Regions from separate parts of the Mus musculus genome. Here region 1 is linked to region 2. The links are chromatin contacts, called in public HiChIP or PLAC-seq maps. All regions are on one chromosome and are shown on one strand. The core of a region is the stretch at or near the end of the contact, and the rest is flanking DNA. Distances in the headings are between cores, read along the strand shown.

Region 1 (6,749 bases), core at 799-3,298, 250 kb after region 2:
CCCAGCCCCCGAGGAACAATGGAGACCTTGCCAAAGGTCCCCTTTTATAGACCCCCCCAACTTCCCCCTGGTCCGGTTAGGTGATGGTGGTAGGGCACTAGTACGCTGTGACTTTTGGCTCAGAGAATGGAGAGGGAGAGGGTGTCCCCAGGGATCAAGGTTAGGATCCTGTCCTGAGATTAATGCTGCCAGGAATCCCTCTGCCACCAGCTGCGGAGGCTAAGTGGAAGCGCTAAACAAACAGAGGGCAAAGGGACGATGTTGTTCCAGGCTAAGGAGGGCCTTCTCTTGAGCTTTCCCAACTCACCTCTCCTAAATCTCAGATGGAAAGAAGGTAGCCAACTACCTGAGTCACCTCCAACTCTTCACTTCCTATCTAGGCCCACATACAGACATCGTCCTCACGTGTGTGTTGGAGGCCAGGCCTCCCACCTAGACAGTGTGAGTGTGAGCATCAAAGCAGAGCAAACCCTCGATGACGAAAAGCAGTCTTGGGACCCACGGTGCCTTCCTTGCCCTGTCTTTTATGTACTTCCTTGGGAAACTGAACACCCTTAAAGAGGCGGCGAGATGGAGACCTTTGCAAGGTGTTAACTGATTGATGCAATGGCTTCTGCTCTGGTATGAGCCAATGGTTCCAGTCCCCCGCCCGGTGACCTTGAGAAAGTCAGGGATCTACCCCAAACGCTTGGGATTTTCCCACCCCTAGAGGCCAGCCCTTTATCTCAGCCTCTCAGGCTTTTTGGCCACCCAGCTTTGTCCGGCTAGGCTGGCTAGCCTGCTCTGGGAGGAGGTACGGGAGTGGGGTGGGAGGGATGAAAAAACACCAAAGGCTTCACCCACACCCTTGCACCCCCTTCCTCGCCCGGGGCCCCTCGGCCAGTGCTCTAGCCGCCCGGTGTTGCCAAACCCTCACTGGGCAGGGTTGCGGGGTGAGGCTTTGGGAACAGGGCTTGAGCTAGAGAAGATGAGGAAAACAAGTGAAACGGGAGGGGCGGGGTGGGGTGACGGCTCATAAATCAACTGGCTCCACCCCCAGCCCTCAGAGCTGAGGCGCCTCAGCCCCGCAGGGAAGAGGAGGGTCACTCGACCACTCCTGGACGACCTCTGAGCTTTCCCTGAGCCATCGCCCCACCCTAGGCTCAGGCCGCCGTAAGACCAGCTCCTGGCCCAGATCGTAAACCGCCCGCCGGATTCGGCGGGAAGCCGCCCTTGGACGCAGCGCTCATCCGCCCAAGGGGAAGTTTATTTATAGCTTGTAAAACGTAAAGGAAACCAGACTTCGCTAGCTTGCGGAGCCTGGGCGCCTTCGATCCCCACCTGCCCACCAAGAGGGCTCAGCAGGGGGTCTGGAAAGTGGGGTGGCTTCTAGTCCTCCCCCTACTCTGCACCCAAAGGAGAAGGGAACCTTCTTCTGTTGCTGCCCAGGCTTAAATTCCCTCTCAGCGTGCTTAAGCAGGGCGCTTGATGCCACAGAGAGAGGAGGCCAGGGCCTGGGCCCTGTGTGGTTAGTGTAAAGGAGACTGAGCTGGCCCACTTGGCACGCACGCCCGGGCAGGCCAGGCAGCGCTGTGCGGGATTCCACAGCTTCCGCTCCCGACAGGGGGAAGTCCCAGAGTGCCAGGAAGCCTTGGAGTGGGTGCTCCCGGAGCCTCTCCTTGGAAAGCAAGGATGCTGTCCCCGTTCCTGCTGCGCACGTGTCTTCAGCAGAGCAGGCGAGCGCTGTGCGCCTGGGGCTGCGATCCGCGGGTGACAGCGGTTGAGAGCGCGCCCTCTCCACTTCACACCCCCGCCGTCGCCTCCTCCCCAGGGGAAGCTCCTCGCTCCGGGGTGCGCTCGGGGCAGGAGCCAGAAAAAAACGAAAAGTGCCGAGAAGACGAGGACGAAAACCGATAAAGAGCTCAGCCGAGCTCTTCAAGATACCCGCGAGTCCCCATTACTCACAACCCACCCGGGCAGCCCTTCCCAGTCCCGATGGAGTGCACCCTGCCTTGGTCAGGGAGGTGTGTGTGTGTGTGTGTGTGTGTGTGTGTGTGTACGCGCGCGCGCCCAATCGCCGGGACGGCAGTTGCGAAACAGGCTCTTGGCTGCAGCGCGGCATAATGGAGGTGGCTGGAACAATGCGCGCTTTGTGCGCGCTGGTTGTTTTCTACCCGCCTCGCCCCCCTCGCTCGGGCCGTATGGCACTTTAATCCCTACCACGGCTAGGCACAAATGCACTTGTGTCCTGTGGGTCACCGGGGGCCGTGCGGCTGGAGCTGTCCCCACCCCTCCCCCGCCGAGCCCACGGCCCGCTTGCCCAGTCTTCCTTCCTGCACCCACCTCCCCCCACCCCACCCCCGCGCGCCACCACTTCAATTCCCGGCGTGGGCCGCTCAGCCGGCTTTGGAAGCTTCCGGGCCCGCCGGCCACTTTTATTTTCCAGGCAGACGGCCCTCCCCACCCCCCCGGCGAGCACGCGCGCGCGCGCACACACGTGGAGCGCAGGCCTCCCACTTGCGGCCCTCCCTCGGCTCGCCCCGCCCGCCCGCCCGCTCGCTCCCGCCCGGCGCTCCGGACTCCTGCGAACAATAGTAAATGTCAACAGATTCCGCGCGGCGAGTGTCTGACTCGGCCGAGATAAGGGTGCGCGGTTGGCCCTGAGCTCCGCGACACCGCGGGGGGAGGCCACCCTGACCCTAGCTGGAAAGAACCGGCTGTGATGAAGCCGGTGTCGAGGGATGGAGGGCAGGAGGGGAGAGCCCCAGCCTCAGCCCCGGGAGGAGAGGCGCTTAGACGCCAGGCCTTGCCCCACCCCCACCCCGCCTAACTCTGTGCTGCTGGGCAGCCTAGGGGCCCGGTGGAAAGCCACGTGCTAGATGTCAGCCCACGGCTCGGATCTCCAGAGGACGCAGGGAAAAGGCAGGTGTGGAGGTGAAGACTCGGACAGTTTTCCACCTCCGGGGAGCCGGCACCCGAAACATGGAAAGGATCTCAGTCCTTGTCTCCTGAAACTCACTAAAATGTTTTTTTTTTTTTAAGCTCACACAACACTTGCAGTCCTCCCCCTCAATCGTCCGCAACCCACCACCCGAGTTAAAAATTCGCAAATTGATTCCCACGCGTTAGTATTAATGGGTTGTTCCTCTTAAATTGTTGCCAACTTTGCTAATGGATTATTATTTAAATTTCTTTTTTATAAAGTACGTGTTGTTTTATAGATGCGTATTTACTTAAAGAAATCAACTGCATCTATTAACATATTAAAGAGAGAATAAAGCACGGGGCCGGTGTAATGTGCTGTTCAGCCTTACTTTGGGTGCTGCGAAGATAGGAAAATCTTATTTGTTTAATAATAAGTCACTCATGAATATGCAAATGACATCGTTGCAGTACCTCACTTCTGTCACTATTAATGAGTTGCAAATTAATGTGACAACAAAAGGAAAATCTATTTAGTGGAGGAACTCAGGTTCCTACCTGGGGAGATCACCAGCAGGCCTGGAACTTCCATAGTGTAGATGGAAAGGACCGGGGATGGACACCTCACCCAGCCTTTTCCTGAAGCTACCACTATTGTTTAGACCCACGGACCTGCTTTGTCAATAGCCCCTTAAAATTCCAGCTCCAGGCCAGGGGAAGAATGGTTGCTCCAGGGTAATTAGGGCCAAGTGTGATTAATGGAAATCAGCCCACAGTTTGGAGTAAAGCAATTGGTGAAGCAGATTGGGAAGTGAGGGAGGGGTCCTCTCTCCACCCAGTTTCAAGATTCCCCGAAGCCTTTATTGGCCTCTGTTGTTTGGGATAGGGACAAATTGGGCCTGGGGTGCTCCGATCCCAGGTGGATCACAGGTACTGAGAGAGCAGCCCATGCTCTTGCGCTTGCCTCTTGGGCTTGGTTTTTTACAAGGCGGCTTTGCTGACAGATTTAAGAGCAGATCAGCTTCTTCCTGCCAACCTACTATCCAGTGGCTACAGACTGAAGTCTGCCTGTCTTCCACCGACCTTCCACTCTCCTGGCCTCCACATCAGAGACAGTTACTGACTTCATCAGTATGCTGAAGAGAGTGTTTTGCATTCACTTAAGTTTAGAAACATCTTTGCAAAAAAGTAGTAGTGGTAGTGGTAGTAGTAGTAGTAGTAGTAGTAGTAGTAATCAGTAGAATCAGAGTCCAGGTACTATTTGTCAAGAGAACTGTCTTAGAAAGATGCGGACCTTCTCTATGCAGCCTAGTTAACAATTACATGGTTTTATAAACATATGAAAAGAACCTTTAAGATCTGTGCACTCTGCTATGTCTAAGTTACTTTGTTACTTATTACTAAGGTACCCCGGGGTTGGTGGTCTAAAACAAGACTCATTTATTTGGCTCAGAATCTAGTGTGGGGCCCAGAGCATGCTGTGGTGTCATGTGGGTCAGGGGAGCTGCACTGAGCTCCACTCTCAGGATGGTGCACGCTCAGAGCTGGCAGGCCTGTGCTTCTCCTCCATGTGGGCCGCACCACAGGGTGGCTTGGGATTCCTTACAGCATGGTGGCTCTGGGCCAAGAGCTGAGCATCCCAAGAGAGAGGAAATGGAAGTTGCCAGTTACTTAAAGCCTAAGCCTAGAAGCAGATTCAGAAGAGTTTTCCCAGCTTAAAGATTCCCCAAAGCCTTTTTGGCCTCTTTCTTTGAGTAGCAGTTTAGATCTATAAATGCTCCTGGGCCTGCTCACCTGTATTAAGCAAACCCTGAATGGAGCCAGGTGCAGCCTATCCCTGCAACCTCGGCACTCAGGAGAAGAGAGGATACTAACCTCAAGGCCACTCTGGTCCCCACAGCAAAATTCTGTCTCAAGGGGGTGGGGGAGGCTGGAAATTAAGCACTTGACACACAATCACGAGGCTCTGACTCCAGAGCGCCATACCCCAGAAGAGCGAGGAGCTAGGTACCCTGCTTGATTTTGTAGTCCCAGCATTCCTCCAATGAAATGGGAGATGGAGACATCCTGGTGTCCAAAGGTAAACAGAGACCCTGTGAGGACCAACACCAGAGGTTGTCCTCTAAAACTCCATAATGCCTGCCTGAATTCACACACATTGAGCTCGTGTGTGTGTGTGTGTGTGTGTGTGTGTGTGTGTATACACGTGTGCACGCACACGCGCCGAGAGAGAGAGAGAGAGAGAGAGGGAGAGAGAGAGAGAGAGAGAGATTTACAGAAAGAGCACCCTATGGTGGTGTGATCTGTGCAATAATATATTGCTTAAGCAGTCACAGAGACCAGATTGAAAGGGAAAGGACGCAAACCCTTCCCACAAAGGGAAGTGTGTCAGAAAAGTCAGGCTATTGTTTGAAAACTGCAATATATGTGACTTCAGAAGAATACAGAACATATAAGACTTCATTTCTTCATTCATGCCTAACCTAGCTCCTCCCCACCCCCCACCCCACCCCCACCCCGGTGGCAACCCAGGTACCTCACAAGCTAAGCAAGTACTTTGACAGACTAAGTTATTTTAAGACTCAGTGCTCAGTGTTTTAAGACTTTTACAAGTCTTTAGCTTCAGTTTATTGGCCTTGCTATTTTTATCAAAATAAATGCAACTATTTTCCTGGGGGAGGAGACTTTGGATAAAAACTCACTCAAGGCAAACTCAACAAGTTTAGTTAAATGTTTCTCATCACTACATAATGTGGCCCCTTCATATATGGAATTTTTACTGTTTTCTTATTTAATTATGGATCCCTGGATGGACAAATTGATGACCGTGAGAAGTGAAATCTTTCCAAGGACATAAACATCTGTAAATCAAATGAATTTGGTCAACATGCCAAATGTGTCCCTGTCTTAGACTATGCAACTCTGCTTGCTAAATAAAAATATCTAATTCTTTTAAGCCAAGTGTAGTGGTACAGGGTGGTAATCCCAGTTCAGGTTAGAGCAGAAGGATCGGGAGTTCAGAGCCAGCTACACATTGAGTTTGAAGTCAGCATGGACTACAAAGAACACTGTCTCAAAGAAATAAGTGATTTTAGCTATCCTGTTCATTTACTTATTTGACATACTAAGAATTAAACCCAGGACCACGCCCAAGCTAGGTGATTGATGGATCAGGAAGGAAGTCATATTTTAAATTCCTTTTACCTTTAAATCACAAGGCTAAAGTTCTGTTACAGAGTCTGGGGAGAGGTGACTCATGGGGTAAAGGCACTTGCTGCCAATCTTGGTGACCTGCATTAGATCCCTGGAGCCCTGGAAAGATAGAATCATGTCCTCCACTTGCATACCATGGCATGTACACACAGAAACAAATGCATGTAAGATATTTTAAACAAATGAAGATTACATCTGTTTCCAAGGCAGAGGGAGCAAGCTGGTAAGCAGTGCTCCTCTAGGGCTTCAGTGCCCCTCTCCAGCTTCCTACCCTAGGTTCCTGCCTTGGCCTCCCTTGTTGATACACTGTAGCCTGGAAACCAAATGAACCCTTTTCTCTCTCCAAGCTGCTCTGTGTTCTGTGGTGTTTAGCTCAGCAGCAGCAATCTAACTGAGACAGTAGCCCAGGCTAGCTTCAGACTCCTGCAGTCCTCTTCTGTCATCCTCCAAAGGGCTGTGTTTATAGGCAGGAAGCAACAAGGCCCATTGCTGCACCATGGATTAAGGGGAAACAGAAGGCTAATCTATCAAATTCCTTAATGCTCTCAAGCTTTTTCAACTATAGAAATTGAATTGCATGTATAGATTATTTATTTTTTTGAACACCAAAATATCACTACAGTATTACTGAATTC
Region 2 (6,820 bases), core at 2,043-4,542:
TTGAGGCCATCTTGGTCTATATATTGAGTATCAGGTCAGCTAGGGAGACCCTGTCTTTTTTATGGGGGGGGGCATTTTGAGACAGGGTTTCTCTGTGTAGTCCTGGCTGTCCTGGAACTCACTCTGTAGACCAGGCTGGCCTCAAACTCAGAAATCCTCCTGCCTCTGCCTCCTAAGTGCTGGGATTAAAGGCATGTGCCCCACTGCCTGGTGGGAGACCCTGTCTTAAAAAACAAACAAACAAAAAAAAAGCAAAACAAAAAAACTTTTGGTTTCATATGAAAAACTAGTTTATGTGATATGGTAAACTTTTGGAAAGATATAATTAAAAGGTTTCTGGGCAGCTCCAAAAAGCTAACGGGAAGTCACCTAAGCAGGTTTGGGAAGATCGAGATGACTAATCTTCTTGGCTTGATTCATCCATTCAATAAATATTATTGAGCCCTACAGTAGCAGACCTCTTTCTATGTTGTGGTTGTGTTGCTATCCCCAAATCCCTCACAGAAACTAATGAAGAGAGAGCTAAGGCTTCTTCTCCTGGTCCCCACTTCCAGAGTCTAGTCCATGATGACAGAAACGCATAGCCAACTTTGTGGTATTGGAAGTACATGGCTTAGGCTCCTTACATCACTGTGGGAGACAAAGACAAGAGAGCTAGCCTGGAACCAGAGCCCTCCCTCCAAACAGGAGTCCCTGTGGCTCACCACAGTTCCTGAGCTGAGCATATCTGAAGAAAGGTTGCAGTGGGCATTTGTTACATGTCCTCTCGGTAACTGGCCGCTGTCAGAGGTTGCGACTCCAGCACTGGCCAGGCGTGCTTGTAAGCCCAGCACTTGAGAGGTAGAGGTGGTCAGATAGCAGATTAGGCCAGCGTACGCTTTATAAAGAGGCTTTATCTCAAGAGAACAATGAAACATTTATACTCAAGAAAAAAAATGACAAACTTTTCACTATGACCTACAAGACCTTTACAGCCTGGCCCTGCCTGCTAACCGGACCCCATATCAACCTTCTCTACAAATGGGGCCCTCTGATCCTACCACACCAGCTTTTTCATTGAACTCTCGAAATGTAGTCCAATCCCAAGACTTTTACACTAGCTTGTCTATCCACCCGACCACTCCTCCCTGCTCCCATCTGCTTCATCTTGTCTAGGTCTCTACTCGAAACCTTGTCCCAAGCAGGTTCAGAAATACTTATAATGCTAGCCACCTGGAAGGCTGAGGCAGGAAGAGCTTGAGTTTGAGGCTAATGTGGCCATCATAGTGAGACCCTAGATTAAAACAAAGGGGAGATGCGGTGAGATGGCTCAGAGGTTATGACCAGATGCTAAAACCAGGATTCCATCTCTAGCATCTACATGGTGGTTCACAACCATTGGTAACTCCTCTTCCAGGGGATCCAATGATCTGTTTTGGTATCCTCTGGTGCTACCTGCAGGTGGCTCAACAATATACATGCAGGTAAAACACTTATACATATGAAAATTTTAAAAATTGATTCGCAAGACCCTATTTCTAAGAAAATAAACTAGAGACGAAACTCAACAGTAGAGCAACTGCTTAGTATGTGCAAGGCAATGATCCTCAGCTGACGCACACATAACAAGCCCTTCCCTAGCCAACATGCCTTAAAGAGCTCCACATAGCTTTTCCATTGCTTGGCTCTGCTGAGACATCCATCCATGGCTTTGTTTGCTATCTAGCCTCCCCACTGGAGTGGAAGAATACTGAGGATAGGGGCGGCCTTCTTCATCACTCAATCCTTATGCCTAAACCTGAGACCAGAACATAGCAGGTTCTCAAGAAATACTGGTCGCTGGTCAGTATTGGTGCGCGCCTTTAATCCCAGCACTCGGGAGGCAGGGTCAGGAGGATCCCTGTGAGTTTGAGGCCAGCCTGGTCTACAGAATGAGTTCAAGGACAGCCAGCATTGTCACACAGAGAAACTCTGTCAGGAAGGAAGAAAGGAAGGAAGGGAGGAAGGGAGGGAGGGAGGGAGGGAGGGAGGGAGGGAGGGAGGGAAGAAAGAAGGAAAGAAGGAAAGAAGGAAAGAAGGAAAGAAGGAAAGAAGGAAAGAAGGAAAGAAGGAAAGAAGGAAGGAAGGAAGGAAAGAAGAAGGAAAGAAGGAAAGAGAAATACTGGTAAGAATGAATGGGTACGGCCACATCCACCAGCCTCATAAACACGTGGCTGGAACTGAGAGGAAGCCCCTGGGCACCTGGAATGGAACAGCTAGACTGACCATGCCCTTCCCCATACCCCACCCCAGTTTCTGCCGTCCTTAGAAAAGGCCCCAGACTAGAAGCTTGATGTTGCCCTGTTTCCTGGGACCCCTCCTGTTACACACAAGCTCTGTGCTGTTATGTGCCCACCCCCATTGTCACCTAAGAATCTATAATAAATAGACCACTCTCTAAAACTCACCCTCTGCGTCTATGGATTTCATTCTTCAAATTCTCAAGACAAGAACCCAAACGCCACTGACTCAGGGTGTCTTGGATAGCTGTGGAGTTTCCAGAACTCTAGCTTCCTGAGAAAGGTCCCATTGTTCTCAGAGACACCACAAAATTCCTGTATTGCACACACTCTAAATGCAAATTTGTTTTCATTTTTTGTTGTTGTTTTCAGTTTTGTTGTTGTTGTTGTTGTTGTTGCTGCTGCTGCTGCTGCTGTTTTAAGACAGCGTCTTAAAGACAGAAGCTAGCCCTGGCTGGCCTGAAACTCATTGCGTAGACCAGACTAGCCCGTAACTCATAGAAATCCACTGGCCTCTGAAATACAAAAAGGCCACATCTAAACTCTTTGTGTAGAGTTTGAGCAGACTAATGTTCCAGGGAGCACATGGGAGGCCTGAGCGATGGGAAGGGATTGCCATGGTTCCTGGCCCTGTGAGGTTTAGGAGAAGCACAGGAGGTAGCCAGCCAGAAAGACCTACTTGGCAGAAAGCCTAGGAAGAATTTAGCGCTAACTTTACCAGTCGGACCTTTGAAAGGACAAAGGATCAGGGCAGTGGTGTAAGTGGCTTATCCAGCACATTGGTTCTGTAGCTCCTGAGGACAGGACTCAGAAAAACTCTGACACCCCTCCACCTCCCACCTCCCACCTCCCACCCCAGTTGCTGTCACCCAACCCTCCTAGACGGCCAACATCAAGGCTTCACTTACAGATGCAAAGAAAACGGATGTAGCCCAACTTTCTCTCATTTCTGTTTGCCTCTATTGTGGGCATGCCTAGCGCTGTGGAGGTGGTCAGCTAAGAGCTGCATCTGCCAAGATCTCACAGGGGCGAAATGAGATTTCAGTTGCTTCTTGTGTTTCAACCTCTTTTCTGATCTGGGAGGAGGAAGAAAGCCAACCCACGTGGGTGACTCAGAAAACAAGCCTAGATAAGAGCATATTGACAGGCCCAGCTAGCAGGCCCCTCATTCACACCGGCTTCAAAGACAAACACTTTCCGTTTGTCGATTTGTTTTAGGCCCTTGCCGAATCTGCAACTCTGTGGCCTTGACTCTAAAAATAAATCTCCTGCAGTAATGACGAGGCAAAGAGGAAGGCGTGCAGAGAAGGAAAAGAGGAGGGAGGCAAAGAAAAGACAGGCCAGGAGAGAAACTGAATACCAAAACAGGAAGAAGGGATGTGGGGAACTCACCCCGGTGGCTTCCTCCAGAGCAACAGCTAGGCGCATTGCAAAAGCCATCAGCAGGACCAGCTGTGGCCTGCAGGGCCCTGCGGTTGATCAGAACCTAACCTGGGAGAAGGGTGGGGGAGGGGGAGGGAGGAGGGATGGAGACAGACAGTCCTAGTGAGCCATTTTGCCTTCAACCTGCTGCTCTCTGTAGCCCACCAACCAATAAATATCTCAGTGACACTGGGAGCCTATTAGAAATGCAGGTTCTCCAGCACCTCCAGAGACCCTCAGAAGCACACCACGGGTAAGGATGAGCCTTAATACCATTGGAGATGGAAAAGGCAGCCAGGGTCCCTGGGGGTGTCACTGAATGTAACCCAACTGAGGCTCTTCACTTTTTTCATTCCAGACAAAGAAAAAGTTGAGCCTTCCCCTCCCTGCCCTCATGGGGAAGATGGTGCCTAAAACTTTGATTACAATAAAGGAACAGCAAGCACCTCAGTTCAGTGTCTGGGTCTTGTCGATCAGTCCACAGTGTTAGAAGGTGTCTGTTTAGCACCTGGACCCAGGATCCTTAGGAGGTTCTTAGGTTCATGATCACCTGGCACTGATGTAACTTGCCACTCCCAAGGGTCCCTCTGGGACCTCAGTCTGAAATGCTCCCTGCCTCCTCTTTGTGACTGGGGCTTTTGATTCATGCCTTAATTCCTGCATCCTGTCCTTCACTAGAGCCTGGCTAATGCTTACAAACCTGTCCTTACTGTTTTCATTAGTTCTCCAAAGAGACTGTCTATCCTCCTTGCTGCCTCTGTGCTTAGACACTGTTATTTAGTGTGGATTCCAGGTCCCCCCCACTCTTGCACAGGCTGGGCAGGTGAGCAGGCAGACCATTGTTTAGATGCTGAGCAGGTGACAAATAGTTATGACTGTTCTTCACTAGAATTCTAAATAGTGGCTGTCACTCTTCATTGACTATAAAATGTACAAATGTGAATGATAAGAAAGAACGTAACTGTGGCCCATCTTATCAAATTTATTTTAGCTGTGCTTTAAAATCAATTTAATTTGTAAATTATTCATGGCATGTAGCAACTTGCACATCTAAACCCTAGGCTTTTCAAGATTGCCCTAACTTTTCCTAGACGTTTGTAGATTTTTTTATCATTTTTTTATTACAAGAGTAATGCATATCTATTTTAGAAAATGTGGATACTACAGATAAGCAAAACTAATTATTTCATTATTATCACCTTTAATCCTATGACCAAGAAATAATCACTGGTAACATTTGGGTGTATATCCATCAGTCCGTTTTTATTCTGTACACATGCATGTGAACGGCTCACTTGCTCTCTCCTTCTAAAGTCAATGTGTGTGTGCTAGCTTGATTCCACCAATTCTTTCCCCTTTGTACTGGAGTCCACGGCCCCAGTGTCATCATGTTCTAAAGCCAATTCATATTGTAAGACTCTGGCAAGCCTTAGCTTACCACGTGGAGCTGGAATCAATGCAAAAAGCAAGAGGAATTTATTGTTCCAGTGCACTGGGGTCGTCCCAGACCTGAAGAAGAGGCGGTGACCCCCAATGGCCCATTCAGCAAATTTTTATATGGTTTCCAGGGGTGGAATAGAGCATCAGCAACTAGGCACAATAGGATTGGCAGAATAGTGCACCCTTTAAACTGATTGGTCTCTAGGGAATGAGGTAGTAGGGGCTTACTCAGCCTCTCCCTTCTGGTCTATGTGCTCTCTGGCCTGTCTCTTCCAGGAGGGAAGATCGGTCCAGTGGAATTTTCTAATGGCTAAGCTTACCTCTTCAATATCAGCTCACCGGAACAAATTCTGTGCACTTCTTTCTACCTCTGCTGCATTTAGCAACTGCAGGTTGTTGGTGTTTGGGGTCAGCCATGTTGGAATATGTTCCCCACCAAGGTTTTGGATTTCTTTTACTTTGCACACACACATCCTGCCCCAGACACTCAGGTGTTAGCATACCCTGCATTGCATTTACAGATACCAAGGGCTGGCTTCAAGAGCATGAACACTAAGCAAGCAGTCAGCCAGAGCCTACAGTCACAGTGGCCTCGTGGATGGTTTAATGCTGGGTTGCCTATATCTTGTAATTCTTAATTAGTTTACTTCTCAACCTGTGTTCCATAACTGAGGCTGCCAAGCCAACAGAGCATGTGCATGTGTAAGGGAGCTATGTACCATATGTATGCTGACCTTTCTGGTGGCTTCATTAGATTGCAGTGTTCACTGTGGCCCCAAGTATGGAGTTCAGGTGAGCCCATAAGGCATGGGAGCTCAGAGGGACTGGAAATCAGTACAAGGTAAGCATGTTACATCCACAATTGAGGGAAAGGCAGTTGATAGCCTATGGGGGCAGCATTTTCCATTTCAGAGGAAGAAAGGCACAGGAACAAAATCAAACCAAAACCAAAACCAAAACAAATGATCATGAACCAAGCAGGGGAAAAGACGAAAAAAGATACTGTTGGGCCAGCAAGATGGTTCAGTGAAGTAAAGATGCCTGCTGCCAAGTCTAATGACCTGAGTTCAATCCACATGAACCATATGGAGGATGGAGAGAACCAACTTTTTTTCTGACAACCACATATTGGAAATGGTATCCATGTGCAGCCCCTATCCAAAGTATACCAAAGAAAACTAAGTGTAATTCAAGTAAGGCTGCCAGATTGGTGGTACATGGCTTTATCTAAGCTTTATTTATATGTGTGTATGTATGTATGTATGTATGTATGTATGTATGAATGAATTATATGTGTATGTATTTTTGAGGAAGTATTTAATTGTGTAGCTCTGTCTCAAAGGCAGGAGAATATCTATGAGTTTGGGGCCAGCCTGGTCTACATAGCAATTTCAGGCCAGCCAGAGCTATAAAATGAAATACTGCCTCAAAAATACATAAATACATACAAACATACATACATACAAACATGCATACATACATACATACAAACGAACAAATAAACAATGCTCTTTCGGTAGGGGAGCTGCTGGGGAGTCTTATGAATGTTAGAGAAGTACTCTATCACTGAGCCCTATCCTCAGACCCTATTTTTTCCCTTTGCATTGCTTTTGTGTATCAATCAGCCACTTCTGTCACAAATGGTGACAGAGAAGGAAGGTGAAAGATGAGGTGACTTATAGTCTCCTTTACTCTAACCC

What was found. HiChIP or PLAC-seq counts read pairs in DNA pulled down with a chosen protein or histone mark.
Region 1: a contact with region 2 is called in an H3K27ac HiChIP or PLAC-seq map of T-cell acute lymphoblastic leukemia, with 3 times the contacts expected there. The contact joins two enhancer-like sites. A contact is called at or near these places in 1 of 15 datasets of contacts at CTCF or cohesin (pro-B cells), 7 of 484 Hi-C or Micro-C datasets (the C10 cell line, the C2C12 cell line, the G1E-ER4 cell line and 4 more) and 3 of 115 datasets of contacts at active chromatin or transcription factors (CD8 T cells, T-cell acute lymphoblastic leukemia and large pre-B cells).

Annotation. Positions count from the first base shown.
Region 1 is chrX:12,004,738-12,011,486 of GRCm38.p6, forward strand. No RefSeq gene overlaps it. Among named protein-coding and RNA genes, the nearest start is that of Gm34301, 6.0 kb to the left of the region's middle. Within about 2 kb of position 2,049, at least 320 of the 459 cell types and tissues checked have an H3K27ac peak or open chromatin away from gene starts, as enhancers often do. A contact at or near this core is called in the C2C12 cell line, CD8 T cells, the G1E-ER4 cell line and 3 more, where this site is marked.
Region 2 is chrX:11,749,814-11,756,633 of GRCm38.p6, forward strand. No RefSeq gene overlaps it. Among named protein-coding and RNA genes, the nearest start is that of Gm26314, 97 kb to the right of the region's middle. Within about 2 kb of position 3,293, at least 105 of the 459 cell types and tissues checked have an H3K27ac peak or open chromatin away from gene starts, as enhancers often do. A contact at or near this core is called in the C2C12 cell line, CD8 T cells, the G1E-ER4 cell line and 3 more, where this site is marked.